Regions from separate parts of the Hordeum vulgare genome. Here region 1 is linked to region 2. The links are chromatin contacts, called in public Hi-C maps. All regions are on one chromosome and are shown on one strand. The core of a region is the stretch at or near the end of the contact, and the rest is flanking DNA. Distances in the headings are between cores, read along the strand shown.

Evidence for each region. Hi-C and Micro-C count contacts between places; a contact is called where the count stands out from the background.
Region 1: a Hi-C map of leaf shows a contact between it and region 2, with 2.8 times the contacts expected there. The contact joins the promoter of LOC123443428 here to the enhancer-like site in region 2. A contact is called at or near these places in 2 of 6 Hi-C or Micro-C datasets (both in leaf).

What each region holds. Positions count from the first base shown.
Region 1 is chr1H:439,766,933-439,771,712 of MorexV3_pseudomolecules_assembly, reverse strand. It overlaps LOC123443428 (NAD(P)H dehydrogenase (quinone) FQR1-like), which reads right to left and starts at 3,351. Exons shown (of 3, transcript XM_045119791.1): 1 at 3,108-3,351; 2 at 614-707; 3 at 1-496. The coding sequence starts at 3,130.
Region 2 is chr1H:439,724,600-439,729,498 of MorexV3_pseudomolecules_assembly, reverse strand. No RefSeq gene overlaps it. Among protein-coding and RNA genes, the nearest start is that of LOC123443428, 41 kb to the left of the region's middle. Within about 2 kb of position 2,963, at least 2 of the 3 cell types and tissues checked have open chromatin away from gene starts, as enhancers often do. A contact at or near this core is called in leaf, where this site is marked.

The DNA of each region.
Region 1 (4,780 bases), core at 2,102-4,601, 42 kb before region 2:
AGGCAGAGGAGCCTTTGAGCTTCTTGGCGATGCCGGCGAAGTACTTACCCTGGTGGAAGGCGTGCTCCAGCTCCATCTCCGACGGCCACCTCGACCCGTCCCCGGCGAACGTGCCGGCCCCGTACGGGCTGCCGCCCTGCACCTTGTCCATGTCGAACATCTTGGCGCCGAACGTGTACCCCACCGGCACGAACACCATGCCGTGGTGGGTCAGCTGGGTCACTGCTGTCAGCGGCGTCGTCTCCTGCCCGCCGCCCTGGGTGCCCGTGCTGAAGAACACGCCCGCCGGCTTGCCGGCCAGGCTCTGCTCCCTCCACAGCCCGCCCGTCGCGTCGAAGAACGCCTTCATCTGCGCCGCCATCATGCCGAACCTCGTCGGGAACCCGAACAGGACGCCGTCGGCCTCCGCCAGCTCCTGAGGGGAGATCACCGGCACGTCGGTCTTGGGTGGGGCACCCATCTTGCCAAGGACTTCCTCGTTCAGGATCTCAGGGACCTTTAATTAACATGGCAAAAAAAGATGATTCAAGATAGTTCTTGAGCCTGACGAGCATCGCAGCGGAGCTCACACGCTGTTGTAAACTGATAAACAGGACTGTCGATAGAGACTGACCTGCCACACTTTAACCTCCACGCCTTCAACAGAGGAAGCACCTTTCTTGATCTCATCAGCTAGCTTAGCAACATGACCATACATGGAGTAGTACCTGTCAAAATTTGGTAATGATTTTACTTCTTACTTCTTTATGTCGACCCGCAAGAAACAAGACATAATGATATATCTTTGTCAAATAAACATCAACCACTGCTACTTTTTGATTACGCGTGTTTCAGAGAACTTTAGTAAACACGCTAGGCTAACAAAAGGAATAAAGGACATCATGAACCAACTAGTCTATTACCCACCGCACAAATGTTCATCAATTAAATAACTGTGTAAGACACTTGTGCCGAGAATTTGTACTAGCTCTAGTACAAAGTTGTACTAACTTTGAGACATTTATTTTGAGGGAGGAAGTATATAACTACTCCCTCCGTTCCTAAATATAAGTCTTTTAAGATGTTTTGTTAGAGGACAACATGCGGATGTATATAGACATACTTTAGAATATATATTCATTTATTTTGCTCCGTATGTGGTCACATAGTGAAATCTCTAAAAAGACTTATATTTACGAACGGAGGGAGTACTTCAGTAAACTTAAGGCTGTAAGTTCTACTGCTGGTGATTGAAAAGAGTTTGCCCCCACAGCCACTAAAAAAACAGAGTAATCAATGTACAGGTAAAACTATAAGTTTGAAAAATGATGTCAAAATGTCACGAAGGGTTTGGGGCGAACTGTCAATCAAAGGTCTAATTAGAATAACCCAGGTGTTTCCCATCTTTTATCCAAAGGCTTCTAGATGCCTACTTTTTGGTAGTTGGGAAATCCCATTCAGCAAGCAAAATTTAAAAACATAGGCCAATCATAGCTTATGTTAGACAGTGATAGGGTGATACTAGTTAGTTATGTGCTTATGGTTTCTAATAGATGTGACTTCAAAGAAAGACGAGTGATGATAATTGATAGAGAAATGCTGCTTGCCAATAGCACGATGCATCCATTGCACCAAGGACTGAACACTCAAAGATGCTTGAAGACTCTAGTACTGTAGTTCGATTATGACCAAGAGTGGCATTCTTCAAATGCTGATTTAGGTTCTCATCCTTTCAGGATTAATTGTGTCATATTCCAATATTAAGAAGGCCAGCGGACTTGCGCATACTTTTTTGATAATTACTTTTGTGCTTCAAATAAGCTTTGTTGAGGCAGACATAATTGTGGAAAAACTAAAAGTCCATGTTGGTGGTGTGGCACTAGGAAGCAATAAGATCGAACACTACTACAAGCAAAGATCCAACACAGGAGACAGTGGGGTTGTAGTGGGAAATCAACAGCAACAGAAAAATGTCCTTTTAATCGCGGTGCTGCAACTGACAAATTTGCATATGTAAGCTGAAAGAAGGCCACCAAAATTTTAATCAACCTAAGACTATTTTTTAATAAACCCATTCTTTTAATAAGAAAGCATATCATTTCAAATAAGGAAGAAACTCATAAATTTATTTTAAAACGAGGGAAGGGGTAAACTAAAATTTGATTAAACATTTAGGCCAGTTCTCACCTAATACACAAGTTCCACATCGTACAAAACAAATTAGATTTGCATCACACTGATGATATTATGATTTCCATCCTATTTAAATCACAAAAGCTTCCATTTTATCTTTCTTGCTTTAAAAGGAGCTGTGCTCTATCATATAATAGGATATACTACTACATCGCACTAGAAACCCGAGCATCATATGCAGCCATGACCCATGAGTAGCTATCCCTATTAGTTGGTGGGAACAGGGTAAATGGTAAAGCAATTTCCGCATATTCTGCTAGTATGAAATTCATATAGGAAACGTAGCCCAAAGCAAGCAACTAGGGACAGTCAACAACCTTGGTGCTATTCTTCAGAAAGTTGGTAATCAAGGTGTTGCTGACTGCATCCACTGCCAGTGGTAACGGTAATTGGTTCGAGAAGTCGCGGATGTCTGCCGGGGCGGCGGATAGCAGAGAGGTGCGCGTTTCACACGACAGGGAGGAAAAATATTCAGGTAAAGGGACAGCTGCAGGATTATTAGTGCAGGATCAGGTCCCCGTCCATATCCGGCATCGATCCCATCACGGACCACCAGACCCACCACCGATGAAATCCACCCTGACTCCATGATTGATGATGCCCCCATACATACAGCTAATAATCTCTGCGGCTCTGAACCCTGCACCTGGACTGAACTGTGACCCGGATGATCATCAAAACTAGAGGTACAACCCTTCTAGATGGAGGCATCGACGGGGGGAGAGGGTCTCCGAAGAAGAACTGTACACTAATGGTCTGTGGTTGCTGCCGGGACATACGTTTCAATCCGATAAAGAAGGGCTCTACACAGAATCATCAACTATCTCTGATATTAACAACGTCTAGAAATAAGTACCATGCACACGAGACGAGAGTGAATTGTAACGCGGGGGTTAACGAAACAGTTGGTTTAGAGGGAGGGAGCGGGTGCTTACACGACGTAGACCTTGACCGCCATGGGAGGCGCGTGGGAGCTCCGCGGATCTGAGATCTGGTAGGAGGAGGAGGACGGCTCCGGTTGTTTAATGGGTTCGAGGGGGAAGGGAAGGGAACGGAGGCAGTGGGCAGTGATGGGAGATGGGAAGGAAGGCCGGGAGCATTTATAGGCCGGCGGGGTTGCCGTGCCGGTTGACCTCGGAGGTGAGGTCCCAAGTCCCAACCAACGAGTGAGTACTACAACCCCTGCCAAGCGGATCCGGGCACTGCCACTTGTGTGTGTGTGAGTGACCGCTGCTGAGTCACGTGCCGCTCATCCCTGGCCTCCGATTTACTCCCTCTGTTCCTAAATAGTTGTGGTTGGGTAGAACTAGATTAGTTTTCCCTAACAACAAATATTATGGTATAGAGGAAGTAGTATTTATTTATCTATTTTGGACAGACGGCCTCAAAACTTATTTACGCTGTACGTGTTTTTTAGGCGGACACTTATTTATACTTGCAACGGCTATTTTGTTTCTAGTGCTGTCTTTGCCATATTTTTTTAAAATGATAGTTATCCTGCATTCATTAAGGAAAACCGAACTAAAATCAGATTGTCCAGTTAAGTATGAAAAACTCTCATCATCATGCATGAGGGGGCTGCTCGTCTTCGTATGATTCTGGATCAATTTGTGGAGGCTACGGGCTTCGGATTAACTTCACCAAAAGCATGATGGTGCTGGTCCATGTCAAGCTAACGGTCAAGGAGCTGTTTTTTTGAGCTCTCGGATGTGTTGTTGGATCCTTCCCCCAGCCCTACCTCGGCTTGCCCTTGTCTTGGGAGAAGTTGAGATTCACTCACTTCCCTCGCCTGTGGGGCACCTTGTGCTGATAAACGACGTTCTGGACGCCTTGTCCACGTATGTCATGGCGGCTCTGCTTCTTCCGTCAGCTCTGATCCGAGAACTGGACGCCCTGCGGCGTGCTTTCCTATGGAACGTGGCGGATAGGGCTTCTGGAGCTCAATGTTTAGTGGTGTGGGATCAGGTGTGTCGTGCTAGGTCGGAGGGTGGTCTGGAGGTGCGCAACCTTGCCACTCAGAACGAATGTCTCCTGCTGAAGATGATCCATCGTCTGCACTTCGCTCCTCATTCACGGTGGGTTGCCTGGGTGTGGACCGTCGGTAATGGGTGCTTGCTTCTGGTGCGTGGTGAACACGCGCTGGGGGGACACATGGGGTCCTTGCCCGGCTGCTCCCCCTGTAACGCGCTCTCTCCATTGTCGACGTGGGGGACGAGCGCGTTTGCTCCTTCTGGAAGGACCGCCGGTTTCCATGCGGGGATCTAGCCACGACATTCCCTGCTCTCTTCTCGCACTCCATGGACGTCGAGGTTACGGTGTGACAGGTGCATGAAGAGGGGTTGGGCGGCTTCCTAGTCATGCGTCTCACGAGCACGGGGTTGTGTGGACTGTGTGGAATCACTGGCCCGATCAGCTGGTTCTCTGTGGAATCACTGGCCCGATCAGCTGGTTCTGTGGTACAGTCTACGGGTGAATTTTCCATGCTTTGCTACTGGCAATTATGGAAACACCGGAATGTTGTCGTGTTTTACGGGTAGCCTCCCTCTCTTGCTCGGGCCCTCAGCTGCTGCTGTGAAGTTGCACTGTTGTGGCGGGGTAGGCTGCATGG
Region 2 (4,899 bases), core at 1,714-4,213:
CTAGGTTCATGCGTAGATGATATCTCGAGTAGAACACAAATGAGTTTGTGGACGTTGATGTTCAATTTGCTTTCCTTCTTAGTCTTTTCTTAATTCAGCGGTATTGTTGGATTGAAGCGGCCCAGACCAACTTTACTCGTACGCTTACGAGAGACCGCTTTCATCGACTGACTTTCTCCGATAGAAATCTTGGGGTACTCTTTGAAGTTCTTTGTGTTGGACCGAATATGATGAATCTGAAATTATTTGATGCATGTCGAATAATTAACCCACGAATACTTGAGGTGACATTGAAGTATTTATGTGACATTAGGATTGATTGATATGTATCACAGGTGCTATTCTAGTACGAACTCTAGGGCTGTTTGTGACACCTATAGGAATAGCCCAAAAGATTGATCGGAAAGAATAACGTTGAGGTGGTTCGCTGCCTACAATAACTTCTTATTATGTTCTCCACTACTAGGAACTTTGGAGTAATTTTTTGTTGCATGTTGAGGGATGACCATATGATTCTACTATGTTAGCATTGTTGAGAGATTGCACTAGTGAAAGTATAAACCCTAGACCTTATTTCTAAGCATTTATATAACATTTTGCCCGCCATTTACTACTTGTTACCTCACTATTGTAATTTATTCCGATTATAAAAACATATTTATACTATTCATACCACACTTGTATCACCATCTCTTCGCCGAACTAGTGCACCTATACAATTTTCCATTGTATTGGGTGTGTTGGGGACACAAGAGATTTGTTGTATTTGATTACAGGGTTGTTTGTGAGAGACCATCTTCATCCTACACCTCCCATAGGTTGATAAACCTTATGTCATCCACTTGAGGGAAATTTGTTGTTGTCCTACAAAATTCTGCCTTGGAAGCCCAACAACGTCTACAAGAATAAAGTTGCATAGTAGACATCAACTCTTTTCTAGCGCTGTTGCCGGAGAGGAGAGTGCTTAAAGATATATCTTTAGATCTTGCAATTAAATATTTTATTTTTTTATTTTTCACAAGTTCTTCGACACCATTGCGCCCATGAGTAACTCGGTGCCTCCTTGCGCCCCCGGCTCCACGATGACTTCACGACACCTGCTACCCCGCCTCGACATCGACCATGACATTATTCGCACGGCTACCTCGACCACGGCTACACCATCCTACGCTCTCGGCTACCTCGACAAAAGCATAAATGACTACTACCTTGCTTGAGCAACCTCGTCGGTTTTCACTCCAGCCACAACTTCCGTAGATGGGGGATGACCGTCGGCTTACCTTCGAATTCTTATTCACTCTCACCGTCTGCGTCGCTGCCATTGTGACTGCGAGGGGATGTTGAGTATATTGACTAGTTAGGAAATATGAGATAGACTGTGATTTGTTCTACCTTGTCTTGTACTTTAAGTTGGTCATTGTACTCATATATATACATCCATGCTGCTCAGACAATACAACAACTGTTTCACTAATCTCTCTTTCCCTTCTAACAGCCAAGATGGATTTTCATTCTGGTTGACAAAGTAACCACCGACGACCAACACATCAGTGAGGAGACAAAGCCTTCAGCAAGGTAATTAACAACACAAGCTCGTCACAGCTGAGCCCAACTAATCAAGGCCAGAACAAGCTTGATGTGGGGTGATACCACTCATCAAAATAAAATTTTGGTACTCACAAAAAATTATTCTTTTGAGGGTAATGCTCCGTATGTGGTGAGACTACACCTCAAGATAAAAATCTCGATAATCTTTACCTAATAATAAAGAGGCTATCGCTTCCGTCGGAAAACCCACCGAGGTGATTTTACAAAAAAAACCTTACTGTTTATGACATTAAACTCGTAGTATATATTAAATATTTTTTTTAAATACTCATATCTTTTAAACCGTAACTCCAAATTTAACATATTATACATGGAATTTGATTAGAAAAATATGTAGAATTTAAATATGATATTATTTTATCTGTTAAACGTTTAATAAAAATACTATCTAGGGTGCAATCTTAATAAATAAGTCATTATTCGTCTTTCTTTCACACCGGTACTCATCCGGGTTGGGAATGAACACGTCAACAAAATCAGGATTAGAGATGAAACTGAAGGTCACTTGACTGATTCTTTGTACGTATTAAATCTACATGCAAGCCGTGTTAAAATAGAAGACCTATGAAATTTTGAACTGCATTTTTGTAGGATAAGATCATCTTTATTTATATCGTAACTATAAATTTTCAAATTATAGATTTTTTTATAAATTAAGAGCGTGTGCCGTGTGGTATTTCTTTCTCCCGTTGCAACACATGGGCCCTTTTGCTAGTCATACTAAAAAGGATATGTGCATACAATGCATTATTGATTGGTGCAGAGGTTAGAGGTTAGGAGAAATAAAATTCTCTCATATTTTTATAGAAAAATCCTTTATTAGTATCATGCAAGAACTGAATTAACACCCGCAATTGCATATTTGGAGACTACATCGAAGTCCAGAAACATCATCTCTATTTACGTAGTAGCTCAGAAAGCAACATTATGCCTTTTCTTTTCCTTTACAAAAAGGGGAGGCGATAAGACTTTGCGTGGAGACGAGAGCTCCAAGGACAAGCAGGAGGCACAGCACTCTCTATCTCCTTCTAGAACTCAGATTGCGGGAAGACGGAACCCGTGTGGCTGATAATGTAGCCCAATGTAGTATGTAGCTGAATGATCTAGCTGATGTTGGCGACATGCTTGAGCGATCTGACGAGCCTCTTCCAAGTACAGTACTTTGAGCAGCGATTTGGCCGAGTACTGTACGTAGCACCGCGCTTCAGGCACATCAATCAAGCTTCAAATAGATAGATTTGCCTGCTGTCACATCATGGAAGAAGTTTCCACATATGTCACTGTCGCCACCAACTATGTGTTGCCCAATACGGTGGTCGCCGGACCTGAAGTGGCCGGCAGCGGCAGGCGTGGTCCAGAGTGAGTGAGCCAGGGATTCCAGTTTCCAAGGGCCGGCTACCTGCAGCTCGACTCCAACCACTAAGCAATATAGCAACCAACTGGCCGATCCATGAAAAATGTCGTCAGGAATAGATCACTAATCGCATCATCGCGTGCATTATGTTATAGCGTCATTCAGCAGAGAGCAGCAAATTAAGCACGCGTGTAGGTTCTCTGTATGATGGACGGGCCAGGCGTGGAGGCCGAGTGATCATTTGCCCAACGTACGTTTCTTTGTTGTAAAGCAGCGTGCAACCTGCTTGATGATGTACAGTACAATGCACGAGGGAACTCGTCGCGTGCCACCCATGGATTGGCGCTGTGGTTAACTTGGCACTGTATTCTTTTTCGTGTTCCTTGTCAGTCACTCGATCGACGATGTGATCTCATCTGTTGCCGGTCGCTGATGACCATCTGGTGTCGGTGCGGGCGAGTCTTAGCCGTCGCGCTGCCTTGGGCTTCAAGGTTGCTTGGCTATCCCGCAATGATGCACGTATGCACCCATCATCATGGTTTCTTTTTCTCGGCCGCGTGCATGGCCGGCCGTCTCCGGGGACGCGTCGTCATCGTACGCGCTGACCCTGACGGACGGAGGTAGGTGAGGTGAAGATGTTTTTTTTTTTTTCAAGCGAGGTGAGTGAAGGTGTTGTGGTGCGATGGAATGCGCCAAAAGTCTATATCCATAAATTTAACATGTTATATATGTAGTTTGATTAGAAAAATGGTAGAATCTAAATATATAGTTATTTTACATGTTAATCATTTTAGAAATGTAATTTAAGATGCAAGCTTAGTCAATAGTGCATGATTCGTTCTTCTTTCATATCGGTGTTGATCCTGATTAAAAATTAAGACCTCGACAAACAAGGATAGAAGACAAAAGAAATCATATATAGCCACACATACACACCTCATAAAAACCTCACAAGAAAAAAATACAGATTTATCATCTTATGACGAGAGAGACTGGTTAGGATTGACATTTCAAATGTGTCGTGATCTTGTGAGCATTGAGGACACAGTCAAAAAAGGTGGAAAGAAGGATAAGCAGCACCACAGATGCAATGTCATGTGTTGAATAAATTATGTGAATTTATTGGGGTCTTTAGCTTAGTTATTGGGTTAGAGAAATGTTGTATCTCACTACTAATATAAGCATTACTTGCAAAAGGGTGCGTGCGTTTTAATGGGAGAAAAAAAATACCACACGCTCTTAATTTATTAAAAATGGTCTATAATATGAGAATTTGTAGTTACGACACAAACAAAGATGATCTTATCCTACAAAAGTGCAGTTCAAAATTTCACAGGTCTTCAATTTTAACACGGCTTGCATATAGATTTAATACATACAAAGAAACGGGCAAGTGACCTTCATTTTCATCTCCAATCCTGATTTCATTGACGTGTTCATCCCCAATCCAGATGAGTACCGGTATGAAAGAAAGACGAATAATGACTTACTCCCTTCGTTCCTAAGTATAAGGTGTATTAGTTTTTAAGAAAGTCAAACTCTATCTATGTTTGACTAACTTTATAGCAAAATATATAATGATTTAGAATATCAAATATATAAAATATAAAAATATATTTCATGATGAATCTAGTGACAATGATTTGGTATTCTAGACCTTGATATTTTGGTCTACAAGCTTGATCAAAGTTAGACAAGTTTGACTTTAAAAAAATACACCTTATATTAAGAAACGGAGGGAGTATTTATTAAGATTGCATCCTAGATAGTATTTTTATTCAATGTTTCATGGGTAAATTAACATCATATTCAAATTCTACATTTTTTTAATCAAATTCCATGTATAATATGTTAAATTTGGAGTTACGGTTTAGAAGATATGAGTATTTTAAAAAACATTTAATATATTCTATGGGTTTAATGTCAGAAACATTAGT